Regions from separate parts of the Mus musculus genome. Here all the other regions are linked to region 1. A link is a contact called in public promoter capture Hi-C data. All regions are on one chromosome and are shown on one strand. The core of a region is the stretch at or near the end of the contact, and the rest is flanking DNA. Distances in the headings are between cores, read along the strand shown. Region 1 holds the start of Snca (synuclein, alpha). Region 2 holds the start of A730020E08Rik (RIKEN cDNA A730020E08 gene). Region 3 has its middle 30 kb from the start of Gm35386.

What was found. Promoter capture Hi-C pulls out the DNA fragments that hold promoters and counts their contacts.
Region 2: a promoter capture Hi-C map of embryonic stem cells shows a contact between it and region 1. The contact joins the promoter of A730020E08Rik here to the promoter of Snca in region 1. A contact is called at or near these places in 3 of 39 promoter capture datasets (cranial neural crest, embryonic stem cells and hippocampal neurons), 3 of 484 Hi-C or Micro-C datasets (all in embryonic stem cells) and 1 of 115 datasets of contacts at active chromatin or transcription factors (forebrain).
Region 3: a contact with region 1 is called in a promoter capture Hi-C map of hippocampal neurons, with 3 times the contacts expected there. The contact joins the enhancer-like site here to the promoter of Snca in region 1. A contact is called at or near these places in 4 of 39 promoter capture datasets (the HPC-7 cell line, embryonic stem cells and hippocampal neurons), 2 of 484 Hi-C or Micro-C datasets (cortical neurons and embryonic stem cells) and 1 of 115 datasets of contacts at active chromatin or transcription factors (embryonic stem cells).

What each region holds. Positions count from the first base shown.
Region 1 is chr6:60,826,060-60,830,892 of GRCm38.p6, reverse strand. It overlaps Snca (synuclein, alpha), which reads left to right and starts at 1,889. Exons shown (of 6, transcript NM_001042451.2): 1 at 1,889-2,169; 2 at 3,266-3,412. The coding sequence starts at 3,292.
Region 2 is chr6:61,178,361-61,183,193 of GRCm38.p6, reverse strand. It overlaps A730020E08Rik (RIKEN cDNA A730020E08 gene), which reads left to right and starts at 2,384. Exons shown (of 3, transcript NR_040287.1): 1 at 2,384-2,487; 2 at 3,133-3,210. It overlaps Ccser1 (coiled-coil serine rich 1), which reads right to left and starts at 2,869. Exons shown (of 11, transcript NM_183310.2): 1 at 2,541-2,869.
Region 3 is chr6:60,553,886-60,558,718 of GRCm38.p6, reverse strand. No RefSeq gene overlaps it. Among named protein-coding and RNA genes, the nearest start is that of Gm35386, 30 kb to the left of the region's middle. Within about 2 kb of position 2,933, at least 11 of the 459 cell types and tissues checked have an H3K27ac peak or open chromatin away from gene starts, as enhancers often do. A contact at or near this core is called in hippocampal neurons, where this site is marked.

The DNA.
Region 1 (4,833 bases), core at 640-3,139:
GTTTAAATGTTTTACATTCTAAAATTTTAGAGGAGAGGTGTCATCTCAATTCACTTTCTCTTCTATAATAGAAAAAAAAAAAACCTGGCTAAATAGAACATAACTTGGTAAAGTTCTGAGAGGCAGAAAACCAACGCCCAGACGCAACCAAAACAGGCCTGGCAAAACATTATCCCGAGGAAACGTTTGTGTCCTCTCATCTGGCTTTAGACTATTGACAAATAGACCCCAAGAAATTGGAAGTCCTCCAGGAATTTGCTGAGGGAAGGAAAAGGCTGAAGCCTTGTGTCAATTACAGGGTGAGCATGTCTCCCAGGAAGAAATATCAGATATCAGATACTTAGTCAGACCTCCTTGCAGAAGAGACTGGAGCGGAGACAGAGACAGTAGCTGGAAGCACACTTTGACCTACTGCTTAGTCATACATACATCCTGACCTCTATCTAAACAAGATGAACTTGGGGCACTAAACCTCTGTTCCTCTTCTTAACGTGGCCACATTGAATTACTCCCATTTCTAGTATTTCACTATTTATATGTCACTTTACCTGGCTGGTTGAGGACAGGTGTCCTAACTTGGCAGGATGGGGATGCTAGAGCCCAGGATCTAACCCTATCTACTGCAGAGGTGCCACCTTTTCCTTTAATTTCAAGTAAACATGGTATGTGCCACTAGTGTGTAGGAAGGTTGATTTTTAAAGGGAATAAGAATTGAAGGCGTTGCTTAAACAGTTAATTTCTGTCACATTACTTGTACTCTGCATTTGTGGTTTTATCTGCCTCCTTCCTTTATAGCATGCCAAACAAGCTGCTTGTCCCTTGTTTCAAATGCTTTTTTAGACTTCAATTTATTTATTTATTTATTTATTTATTTATTTATTTTTCAGGATTCAGAAGTCAACTGACTTCAAGGATCAGAGAAAGCATTCCCTCCTACGACCCCCCCCCCCTTTTAATACAGTAAACGCTTGATTTAGCTTCCAGTGCCCAACACAAGTTCAGAATACAAGAAAGGAAAAGCAAGGCACTCTGCTGGGGGAGGAGCTTGGCACTCAAATCCACTCTGCTATAAAACAGTGGTATTCTGCTCATCTCAGAGAGAAGTGGGAACGTGTTAAGTAACACAGAAATTGTCTCAAAGCCTGTGCATCTATCTGCGCGTGTGCTTGGATTGGAAGAAGAGTCTGTTCGCTGGAGCTCCACGCAGCCAGAAGTCGGAAAGGTAAGAGGTGTGCAAAATCTGCCATTAAGTAGGGACTAAGGAAGAAACTGCCTGTGATGGTCCCAGAGGGTGAATCCCACAGCCGCTACCTTCCTATCCTGTAACTCTATAGTAAGCCACTTTCTCAAGTGCAAAAAAGCCTTGAGGCAGCTGGTTTTCGACGGTTGGGGGATATTTATTCCTTGCTCCACAGATGGGGAAAAAAAAATCAGCGTCTGGCAGCCGCTGATTGGTGGAAAAGAAAATGGTGATAGTGGAGTGGGAATGAGGATTTGCTGAGCCTCCCCCTGCTTCTTCGACCTGTAACTCTTCCTTAGTCGGCTCCCCTTTGCACCCAGAACCCTTTTAGACTCCTCCGGGGTAAAAACAAATGGAAATCTTAAGCTGTGTGAACAAAAGCAACCCCAAGGGTGTGTGCTCCCTCTCCATTGCCTGGCTCCGCACACAGACCATTTCAGGCGGTCCAGCTCTCTGGTGTGGCATCTGGGCTCGTCCTGGAGGAGGGGGTCGCCTAGAGGAACTGGGAACAGACTGAGGCAGGGAAGGAGGGGGGTGGGGCAGGAGAGGCGCCAGCTCAAGTTCAGCCACGATAAAACTGAGGGCCCTCTGAACTCGAGGGGAGGCTCAGGCCGTCCTCTCTTCCTTCCATCCGGGGGAATGTGCTCCAGATACCCACAGCCCTCACGCACCGCACCTCCAACCAACCCGTCCCCTCCCTAGGAAGAGGAGCGAAGGCACGAGGCAGGCGAGGGGCGGGGAGAGGCGCTGACAAATCAGCTGCGGGGGCGACGTGAAGGAGCCAGGGAGCCAGAGCGCCCGGCAGCAGGCAGCAGACGGCAGGAGACCAGCAGGTGTTCCCCCTGCCCCTGCCTGCCCTTGCCTCTTTCATTGAAATTAGATTGGGGAAAACAGGAAGAATCGGAGTTCTTCAGAAGCCTAGGGAGCCGGTAAGTACCTGTAGATGGGGCAGCTCTGGGGATCTTAGCTAGCCGGAGCAAAGAGCCGGGACGCCTAGAGAAGACCAACTACAGCTGCTTTGGCGGTGGGGACTGGGCCAGTGCGTGGAAAGTACATCACTCGGCTTTCCTTTCGCTGGAGACATGCCCTTCCATCCTGTCAAAGCCCGAGGGAAAGGCCAGGTTGCCTGTGGCATCTGCTTTTTCAAGCGGAAACGCTAGGGTGTTTCATGTTGAGTGCTGGATGGTGGAAGCTTAGTGCTGGGCATTGGGTGGAATTTGAGCATCCAACTTTCATGCTCCAACCCCAGGCATTTCAGCTTCTTTCTGTAGAGGAAGAAGGGTGCCTTTGGCCCATGATTAATAGAAGTGCAGAGGACAGTAGGCAACAGGTGATAAAGGGTTAATGAGCATGGGGTGCAGGGTCTTCTAGAGGATTCCAGCTGAGGACAGAGCTTCTTGGTTGGGTGGTGCTCAAGTGAGACTGCTCAAGTGTATGGACAGCGCCTGCTCTGGGCAGATAGCAGGCAAAGAGCTAGTGGTGGGCAGAAGGTCTTGCAAGATTAGAAAGGCTGGGCTTCAAGCAGTTCCCTACTTCTAGATTAAACAGTTCCCCTCCCTTCCTTCTCCAAAGACTGACTCCTCTCTGGGTCTTTTATCCTCTTGCCCCCACTCCATCTCTGTACGCCCACCTCCCATGTTCCTTTTCTAGATAGTCTTTTTACTTTGAATGTAACCTTTGGGCCCTGGGAACTTGATGGGGTAGAGGATGCCCACCTCCCCTTCTGCAACTCTTCTTCTGAAATATGTATGTAAGAGCAGTCGAATGATCAAACTAGATCCATCCCATCCTTAAGTGACATGACTTTTTCCTAGTATTGAGTGACATAACTCAACAATCAATCAACACTGTGCCCAGCACCCCCACATCCCCCCACCCAAGAAATCACACTTACACCAGGACTTGGGGGAAGGCATACTGATTTTTCCCCCTCAATTTCCTTTCTTTCTCTAGCTGTTTTAAACCTTATTATTATTATTTTTTTACCCAAATTTTCTAATTCAAAATGTATTCTGTATTCTCTAGTGTGGAGCAAAAATACATCTTTAGCCATGGATGTGTTCATGAAAGGACTTTCAAAGGCCAAGGAGGGAGTTGTGGCTGCTGCTGAGAAAACCAAGCAGGGTGTGGCAGAGGCAGCTGGAAAGACAAAAGAGGGAGTCCTCTATGTAGGTAGGTAGTGACACTGTGACTAATGAATTGGGGTGGCTGGTGTGTGGTGTCTGATTCGTGTGCATCACAGCTTCTCAGAAGAGTGACAGCTGTGTGGAGGTGAGAGAATATGAACCTGCATATTAGCTCTCAGAAACAAACAGGGACAATGTTTTCTGTCCTTAGATTCATTAATCTTGTTATTTATGTAGGTTTTTTATTTGGTTTTCTGTTTCTGTGTATGAATACACTGAATTTTAAAAATTGGCAACCCATGAAAAATAACCAAGAATATGCTTATGAATCAAAGACATGTATGGCAGTAAGCCTGGTGGCATTTGGGAAGTGGAGGCCCAAGGACCAGGAGTTGATGGTCATCTTCAGCTACACAGAGAATTTGATGCCAGCCTGAACTATGTGAGAACACACACACACACACACACACACACACACACACACTCACACTCTCTCTCTCTCTCTCTCTCTCTCTCTCTCTCTCTCACACACACACACACTCACACACACACACAATACACACACACACACTCTCTCTTACACACACACATACACACATACACACATACACACACACACATACACACACACACACACTCACACACACACACAAAGAAATAAAGAAATAAAGGAAGGAAGGAAGGAAGGAAGAAAGAAAGAAAGAAAGAGAAAGAAAGAAAGAAAGAAAGAAAGAAAGAAAGAAAGAAAGAAAGAAAGTGAGCCACAAGTACTCATGGGACTTTGATTTCTTTCATCATCACTATAGGTAATACCTGCTAAGTTTAATAAATTATAAAGCTTTAAACAATAGTTTTGCATAATTTTATTTTACAACTGTGAAAATACAACTCCTTTGACCCTCAAATAGAAGAAAGAAAGCAAGTCTTCTTTGGTGGATCTCCTTTTAGGGATCACTTGGTCAGTGGGAACAGCGGGACTTAAGGAACTTCAGAAATGTTTGTTTAGTTCACCTGTCAGAGATCATACATGCTGAACAGTAAGAGGTTGATATTTAGTGCCATTTTCTGCCTGACTGTACACATTGAAAGGAAGGCCAACACTCCCTTTCTCTGTCTTTCCCTGTGTTAAATTGGCTGTAACTTTACAAATCCCTTCTAGTACTTTCATGGAAGGAATAGACACCCATGCACACATGCTTATCCCCAGCAGAGACACAGGTGCACATGGGAGCACAGTTGCAGGGTTCATCTACCTCTCTTTCCTCCTGTGAACACTGTTTCCACCTTCTTAGGAGGGCATCTCTCTTGGTGGAAGACTCAGGGTAAACATTCAGGCTGAAAAGGAGCAGAACAGGTGGCAAAAGTGATGCAGATGCTACCCAGAGTACCAATCGGGGGAAGCCATGCTGACCCTCCAAACGATCAGTGAGGAATTGATACTTGTAAACATTTTCATGAATGTGTCTT
Region 2 (4,833 bases), core at 1,135-3,634, 350 kb before region 1:
CCCTAACATAAAGAGGTGGTGTGCCACAGGCTTTCTGCTGTGCCTTAATGTGATGTGGAGACATGTAAACATCCAGCACCATTTCCCTACAAGTACTTCACTATTGTAGAAGTTAAAAAATAAACTACTTATTATAAAACATACAGATTTAGCCAGTCAAGGTGCAGAAATACTGACCACAAACTCCAAGAAGAGAAGTCATAAAACGTTTTACATCAGAACAGGCCCAACTGGCCCAATATTTAACGATATCTAAATCTATTGCAAAGCAAACTTATCTTCCATGTCATCGTTACTGTTCTCTACGCCAGATTTGCATCTTAGATCTTGTAGGTCTTGTTATCCACAACCTACTAATCTTACGAGCCCTTTAATAAAAGACAAAGTCTCACCTACCTACTGATGTTTTTCAGACAAAATATAGTACTAAATGTTACTGCCACTCTCTGAGCCCCTGGACTCCTCACTAGACCTGTAATCCCATGCTATCATGGGCTGTTAACTCTGTCTTTAAGTATTCACCTCAGATTCCTTCAAACTGCCCATGTGTTCCTGAAGAGTAGAGTATATAGAAAGAAGTCCCTGTGTGTCTCAAAACTGTCTAGACATCCCACTACTCAAGACAGGCCTTTACTATGAGTATTATGATGAACAATAAAGTATGATAGAAAAGCAAATTACTACTGTAAGGTCATAAATGTTTCATTTTCTACTTCTGGAATTTAATGTCAACTAACATAGTACTAGAAAAAACTTTAAAATAAGAAACAATAACCAATTCCAATGACATTAAGAATATTCCATAAATATGACTTCCAGTATCACAGTAATGGAACTATATCTATGTGGTGTGGTCAGAGTCCCACAAGACACTCCAGCATTGCAAATGCACATTGAACTAGCAGTAATTCATAGACAATAGATGGTGATAGATAGATAATATATACATGTATCTATATATGTTCATATATGCATATGTAATCAAACTCTTAACTCTATTCAAATGAACGAACTGGTAGGGAAAGCTCTTTAACCTGGGGCTTACCACACATACATTTTTTTTTAAATCAAAACAGTTCTGGTCAGTCTCTTTAATTAAATGAGGTGAAGACAAATCACTCTAATAATAGGTTGATGCTTTGTGTGTGTGTGTGTGTGTGTGTGTGTGTGTGTGAGTGAGTGAGAGAGAGAGAGAGAGAGAGAGAGAGAGAGAGAGACTACCAAAGGTGCAGTCATATGTAATATGGAATTTCAGTCTGATTTTTAAAACAAAAAAATTATATATGGCAGTCTCAAGGAGAATTCAGCTTAAAATTAATTGAAGCAATGTTCCACTGTCACAGTCCAGTCAGCAGTTATATAGAAACACAGTTTGCTTCTTCAAAGGACATAATAAATTTGCTAAGGTACTCTGGTAGACACTGACCCAACTTACATCTAAGCTTCAAATTATGACCCTGTAATTGGCACTTGTTTAAAGAAAGCACAAAGGGAAACCAAAACAAACTAATTATTCTATAGCCTAGATGAAGAGTACTCTAGGTTGTCCCCAGTAACTAGATTTAAAGAGTCGGTGTCGACATAAACTCACATAGCAACATTCTCCCAGGGGCTTTGAATAACATCTCTTCGTGTAAAATAGGTGAACATTCTTTGAACAGCCCTCATGGGAAGGGAAGAATGGAGGGTGTGTGTTTCATTTCAGAAGAAAAGTGCTCAACTGCAATGGTTTGACCAGTGAAAGCTGCTGAAAGCAAGCAGGTTTTCTGTCCTGTGGTCTTAGTGGGGACCTGAAGAGGTAGCAGGAACAGACAGCTAGGACTCTCAGAAATGGCAGAGCAGGGGTTCATGACCTCCAAGAAGCACTTCTACCTGTACACACCGGAGTCTACTTCAGACTTCCTTCTTTCGTTTTACAGAGCAGGTTCCAGAAGGGGGGAAAAAAAAAGCAGAATTGCAGAATTGCTTCCAGTTCCAAGCAGGAGGGGCTCAGCGTACACAGAAGGGAACCCCACAACTCTGCCATAAATAGCCTTTCTTCTCACTCGGGATACTAGCCCCTTTGCATCAGCAAGGCACAGCCTCCTCTCAGAAGCACCATTCACAAATCCCTCGGTCGCCCCTTCGCGCACGCTCCCTAGGCGCTGGCACCGTGTGCGCGAGTCCCTAAGATTCAAGCCCAAAGGTGAGGGGCCTGACAGCCACCTGCTGTCAGCGCGGGGTTCACTTTCCGGCCGGGTGACCCGGCGCGAGAACACACGCAGGAGCACCCCACGCCCGCATCCCGCGATCCCGGGGTGCGCCACAAAGCAATCCGTCCACTCTACGTGGCGGGCTCCGGAGGCAGGGGCGGTCGGCGTGGAGCTCCCGCCTGCCCCACCGCACCGCCCCCGCCCCCGCTCCGCAACCGGAGCTCGCGCCAACTCTGCGACCGAGACCCCCGGATTGCAGGAGCGGGCCACGCCGCGCAGTGCCCACGCCCGCCAGGCGAGTCCCCCCCAACCCCCCGCTGGGCCGACGGCCGAGCCGGGGAGAGTCACCTGGTCGCGCTCAGTCCAGGCCCCACGCGAGTCCTCTGCACCGCGTCGCTACCTTGGAGCTGCGGGCTGGTCCCGACGCGGCGTCCACTCCGGCTCGGCCGCTGTCTTCAGCACTCCTCCTGCCGCTCCCGCCTGCGCCACCGCGGCTGCTCCGCCAGAGCTTCGCAGTCAGTCATTCTGAGCGAGGATGGGAGCGGGCGGGGCGCGCGGCGGCCGCGGGTGGGCGGCGGTGTGCGCAGCGGGGCCGCGGGGCGGCTGCAGCGAGCGCCTCCCGGGCAGGCCGCGCTCCCGGCGGCAGGAGGCGGCGCCGCGGCCTCGGAGCGGGTGACAGTGTCGGGCCGGGCGGGGGCAGCCCGAGGGCGGCGTCGGCCAACCGCGTCGCTGGCTTCCGCGCACGCAGCCTGGCGCGGCGACACGCGCACACCCGCGGCCGAATCGGGGGAGGGAGCGGAGCCCGCCGAGCGCCAGATCCCCGCGCCCTGCGAGTCGCCAGGGCAGTAAGGGGCACGCGCGGTGGGACGCTGAAGAATGGGACAGCGCTGCGCCTGGGCTCTCTGTGACAGAGATATTGTCTTTCCCTTCCTGGAGATAGGAGTTATTGCAGTATTCTGTCTGGGTCTTTCCGTGTCATCCGCCCCACGATCGTCTTGACAACTCTGTAGCTAACAAGGTAACAAGGACCCGGCCTCCTTCCCTTTAAACAGGTCACGCCTCCCAGTAACCGTTTGTGGCAGTGATTGTAAGAATGGAAACCTTGGGATTGGCTGGGAGTGGACTCCTCTGCCTACTCTTGCGGTCCTCAGTAGCAACCCAGAGTCCGGAACCAGCTTGACACCATTAGACTGGTGACCTCTTGAAGAAAATGTATCTCTTCAGAGATGGAAATATTTCTGATGCTTGGTGCAGTTGTTTACCTAATTCATTTTCCTGTGATCCTGTCTCCCCTTGCACTGCATCATTTCCTTTAAGGTTGTACTGGGACCTGAACAATTTCCCATTCGTCCTCTTCTTCATCCCCATTCCTTCTATTTATGCCTTTAGCAGACAATACAACACATGGAAACCATTTAACTCTCGCAGAAACATTTAACCCATTCTGCTAGAATATAGGACCATTTCGAGGTACATAATATGTTCCTAAGGTCATACATTAGAGTTCTTACTGGCACATTTTAGAAGCTTCTTTCTCAAAGTTTAAGTTCTTCATGCCTGGTGTACTACTTTGTTTGGAAGCAGCCAGCATGCGTGCGAAAGTCTAACAGCCTACGCTCCAAGTACGTGTGCATATTTGTATGCATCTTCTGGTTAATCTGTCTGACTCCTGCGAAGTGGCTGTGGAGGTCGGATGTACAAGAAGTATACCTTTTGAATGAATATGATTATGATTGTTATATGTTCTTCTGTGAGAGTATCTCTGCTATATGTTTTATTATTATTATTTATTATTATATAACAAAGCAAGACACTCAGAAGGGGAGGTGTTTGCAAAGTTGATGCTGCATTTTTCTTCTTGTGTGGGTTATGGCAAGTGCATATTTAGCATTCGTCAACATGCACGTGTGAGGATTTGTGTTTCTTTGATGTCTGTGTTCATATGTGTGGCTGAAAATATGTGCATTTCATACCTCTCTGTGCGTACTCTCTGCCCACCTTGTTGAAACCTGATGCCTTCAGTTCTAGGTACTCAGGCTAGAGCACATAGAAGTTTCAAGGGATTCTCTGTGGTGAAAGGCCCAGGGTTATGTGTGTTATCACACCCATGGGGAGGGGGAGTGTCCTGGAGGTCCCCAGGTCAGTATAGGGTCAGTACAGGTCCTCACCCTTGCGCAACCAGCACCAGCCACTGAGCCATCTTCCCAGCCTCAAGCCTTTTAATTTACCTTTCTCCAGTAAATGTTGCCATACCCAACTCTCCCATGGCTCCTGCAATGAGTCTGTTAAGAGTTGTTCGGACATATCAAGACGCATAAAGAAAGGACACAGCCAGGATGTTCACACTGCTTCCTGTCCTTCCTCAGAGCTTTAGACAATTGTTAATAGGCTGACCTAAAACCCTCTCCAATGCCACGTCTCTTTTCTTTCACGGTGTAAGAGAGCCTTACAACCTGATCACTTTTAGGAATGGGCAAGGACTTTTAAAAAAAAAATCTGAAAATACTCGAAGCCATGGATGGAAAAGTTACGAAAGTTTGCACCACAGTCTTCAGTAGGAGAAATCTGTGGTTACTGCAAAAGGCAATTTTGAAAAGAAGTTATTTCTAAACATTTTCAGCTCATGAGTTACAAGCTGTAA
Region 3 (4,833 bases), core at 1,684-4,183, 270 kb after region 1:
GGAGCCCTGTGATCCATCCATTAGCTGACTGTGAGCATCCACTTCTGTGTTTGCTAGGCCCCGGCATAGTCTCACAAGAGATAGCTACATCTGGGTCCTTTCAATAAAATCTTGCTAGGGTATGCAATGGTGTCAGCGTTTGGATGCTGATTATGGGGTGGATCCCTGGATATGGCAGTCTCTACATGGTCCATCCTTTCATCTCAGCTCCAAACTTTGTCTCTGTAACTCCTTCCATGGGTGTTTTGTTCCCAATTCTAAGGAGGGGCATAGTGTCCACACTTCAGTCTTCATTCTTCTTGAGTTTCATGTGTTTAGCAAATTGTACCTTATATCTTGGGAATCCTAGGTTTGGGGCTAATATCCACTTATCAGTGAGTACATATTGTGTGAGTTCCTTTGTGAATGTGTTACCTCACTCAGGATGATGCTCTCCTATAGGTGTCTTTTAAAACCATCTTATACCATCAGTTTTCTGATTGTATTGCCTTTATTGAAGGTGGAGTAAAAGGCCTTCAGAGAAATCAGAACATTGTGTTTTGTTTTGTTTTGTTTTACCATCTTTTATGTTAGTAGCTCAGCACAGATCACCCCTCAGGCAGGATTAATCGCTCAGGCCCCTGTGCTCCTTAGTATCTTGCTCACACTGTCAATGCAGCTTGTTCTCATCACACAGTAGCAGTGGCAGATTTTCGCTGCCCCCCCCCCCCCGCCCCTTAGCAGAATCCCAAGTTGTTCAATGGCCTCCCATTCACAGTTTGTTCTAGTATGTAAAATTTCCCTGGATTTCATTGCTGAGTTGAGCTGAGATGATATTCAAAAGTTGCAGCTAGTCTTCTCTTTGCATACTTTCCTCATTTTGAAGAGGAATGAATTTTTAAAACCAACAAACAAGCAAACAAACACAATACAAAACCCAAAACAAAACCCAAAACTGACTCTCCATTATTTTTCTAGGTCATAAAAATATTTATATAGCTATTTCTACAATAAAATTAAAATAAAAAATGATACAGTAAGGTAGGAAAATTAAGGGGCAGTGGGATTTTATTTCAAGGAGACAAATGAGGCTTTGTGTATTTTATATATTGACAGTTCCTTTATGGGCTCTAACATTACATTGAAATCATCCAGGGGAAGAGTGTATAATCACCATGTTCAGATCATAACTATGTCATCTGACAGTAATTGTAGCTACCATTAAGCTTAAATTCAGTGTTTACATAAATGTTTCTAAGATTTCTTCTATCCTAGAATCAAACTCATAAAGGGATCTGGTCTATTGGTTTGACATTTTTTTCCTGCATCAATTATATTCTATGAAGATTTGGTGTTTATATGATATTTCATAGTTCTTTGTCTTTCCCATGTGTCTTTTTCACTGTTGTATTGCTGTGAAGAAACACCATGACCAGGGGAACTCCTTTCAAAGAAAGCATTTGACTCGGGCTTGCTTCCAGGGGTTTAGTCCATTTTCATCACGGAAGGGAGCATGGGGGCACACGAGCAGACATGGTGATGGAATAGTTGACAGTAGAGAGACACTGGGCCTATCTTGGGTTTTTGAACCCTAAAGCCGACCCCTCCTCATACACTTTGTCCAAGGTAATAGATACTAGTTCTCAAGTAATGCCACTATCTGATGACTAAGCATTCAAATATATATGCTTGTGGGGCCATTCTTATTCAAACCACCACAAAAATGAACAAACAAATTGCAGGAGGTTATAAAAGAAAAAAAGTAAGGTACTCTGGATTCATATTGTATCCACGTTTCTGGAAAATTTAGTATTTTTCAAAACCATACAAACAATATATATATATATATATATATATATATATATATATATATATATATATATATATAAAATTGGGGTGGTTACTAAAGTACAAGGGCTAAAATCTTATGTCTCGGTTCTTAATCTGTGGGTTGTGATCCCTTTCAGGGTGTCAAATGACCATTTCACAGAGGGTTGAATATAAGATATCCTTCATATCAGGTATTTACACTATGATAAAAACTTTCAGCACAATTAAAATTATGAAGTAGCAATGACAATAAATATATGGATGTAAATTACCAAAATATACAGTAAAGAGATGGCACATTGAGAAGGTTGACAACCACTAGTTTATATATAAATATAAGTATCTAAACCGAGCTGAAAAGTCACCATCAGCTTAGATAAAAGTTAACACATGGAATTTTTCTTCATAGCATAGGACATGTCAGACCTGGAAACCACCTTTCAACCCCTGAAAATTCATGCATTGCCACCCATCTTATGCTAACCAACCTTCCCCAGTTTACCAAATAAACAGCTGGTATGTTAGAATTTCTGGCCTGAAGAGACTCTAAATTTTGGTCAAAGAGAGATAATCATGCTAATTTTTTCTCAAAAAAGAGGATCTAGAAAAAATCTAGAGTGAAAAATTAAATGAGAAACATAATTTTGAAAGTTTCTAACAAATTGTAACAAATCAGACAGTCAAAATATTTTTCTTTTGCAGAGATTTGGTTTACAGCAAATTTGGACATTCCTAGCATTCCCAAGAGTCTGAGACCCTGTCCGTGCCTCATTTCGACCCTTCAAAGAGTGTCTTTCTATGTCAAGGACAACACTCCCCTGGAACGGAATAAATTCCACTTCCTAGTCTCTTTCCTGTGATTGTAATTAAACATCCGGAATCCAAACTGTGGCATACTAGCTGGACGATACTGCCATCTAGTGACACTTTGAAACCGATCAACTAACACCATTAAATTTCAGCCAGCCAGATAAACACATTTAGTATATAAATCTCTAATTTCAGCAGGCAACATTCACCTCTCATTCATATGAAAGCCACTGAAATTTCCTCAGTATCTGGCGCTCCACCAGCACTGTTCCAGCAGCGTGAGATGACAGTGTTCTATGGGAACCAGGAGTGTGCCTGCTGTGGCAGACACCCACATTCATAGACATTTTTCTCTGTAACAGAGAAGCCTGGCTGCTCTGTTACTATGACATTTTGGATTTATATCCAGGCTTGAGTGTCAATTTTTACTCAAGTACCAAACATTTGACCCCAGTGAGTCCTCGAGTTCTGGTAACCTAAAAACCTGCCTTCCATCTTATCTAAATTCTTAGACAAATCCAAACCCAGGCAGCACTGTTAAGAGAAATAAAATGAGGATCTAAAACCCGCCCTGGAATGTCACATTTAATGTATTGTATTATGGTTGAGGGCTTATGTGGCAGGGTCAGGACTCAAAACTATGACATGAACCCACAGTCTTGTCACTGTTTCAGTTAAGTAGCTAAGAAATGATTGCTGGAGCCGGGGAATGAGAAATAATTAAATATATAAATATCATTTGCTGTTAATAATACCGTTTCTTTTTTCTCCTGCTTTCCCCCCACTGATAGGTAAGGCTTAGCCACCAGTTTCTCTGAAGATAGAATTTGATTAAAGAACCAGCTCTCAGAGCCAATGGTTCTTTGTATTGTTTTCTTTGTTTCTATTTCACTGATCTCTGCTCTGGCTTTTATTATTCCTTACCTTATTATTAGGTTTGATTTATTTTCACATTTTGACTTACTTCATTAAGCTATTTATTTGAAATCTCTGATTTTTTTTTCAAATGGGGGACTTAGATCTAGAAATTTCCCTCAAAGGTCTGTCATTGTGTCTCAGAGGTTTTGTTGTTGTATTTTGGTTTTCAATTAGATTAAAAACTTTTTACGTTCATTTCCCAATTTTCCAGTGTCATCATTCAGTGACGAGTTTTTTCGTCTTCATGAAATTCTGTAATTACTGTAGAATTGTTTGCTTTCAATCTAATTTTAATTTCAATTTCAATTTGAAATTCAATTTCAATTGAGCTGATATGATATCAGGAGTCATTTGAAAGTTTTTGATTTTGTAAATATTTGTTTTGTGCCCTAATTATAATTTAAATGTTTGTTAACTGTGCTTTTCATGTTGCTGAGTTTTGGTGTTGTATGTGTACTTTAATGGTCCTTTGTGTTTTAATAATTATGACTCATATTTGTGTTCACAGTCCCTCTGCTGTTTATTCCTCTCCAGACCAAATAATGCTTCCTTTATTTTCTTTAGGTTTGGTTTGTTGAATATAAAATTTTTAGTCTGTTAATTGGAAAGCTTTTCTTTCTCCTTCAGTTACAGTGGGTATTTTTATGGGGACTATTAGCCTAGGCTAACCTTCATAGTCATTTAGCACACAGAATGCATTGCTGCTAGGTCATCTGGTTTTTAAAGTTTCTATTGCTAAAGCAACTGTCTTTTGATGGAATTTTCCTTTTTTTGTGATTTACATTTCTTCTCTTTCATTTTTCAAAACACTTTGTTATATCTCCTTAGTGTTTTAACTGGAATATTCTGTGGACATTTTTTTCCCTGGTATCTGTGCTTCTTATACTGCTCTCTCTCTCTCTCTCTCTCTCTCTCTCTCTCTCTCTCTCTCTCTCTCTCTCTCTTTTGTGGGAACACATTCTTCTATGATCTTGTTGAAGTTTTGGTTTATGCCATTGACTTGGGATTCTTCTTCATGAACTTTAAAATTGAAAGTTTGATTTTTTTTCATTGTGTGAAAAAACACATAGTGTAAAAATACACATTTCTGTATATTCTTTCCATGGCTTTTTGTTTGTTTGATTTTAATTTTATATTCCTTTCTGGTTTAGTCTAGAGTGTCAGAGACCATCCTGTGAGAAAGCAAGCCCTTCACAATCTCCCTGACAGGCCAAATGGCCTCGTGATAGGAGCTGGTTATTACTTCCTCCTCTCTCTTCCCTTCCTGGCACCTGAGGCTGTAAAAGCTGAATTATA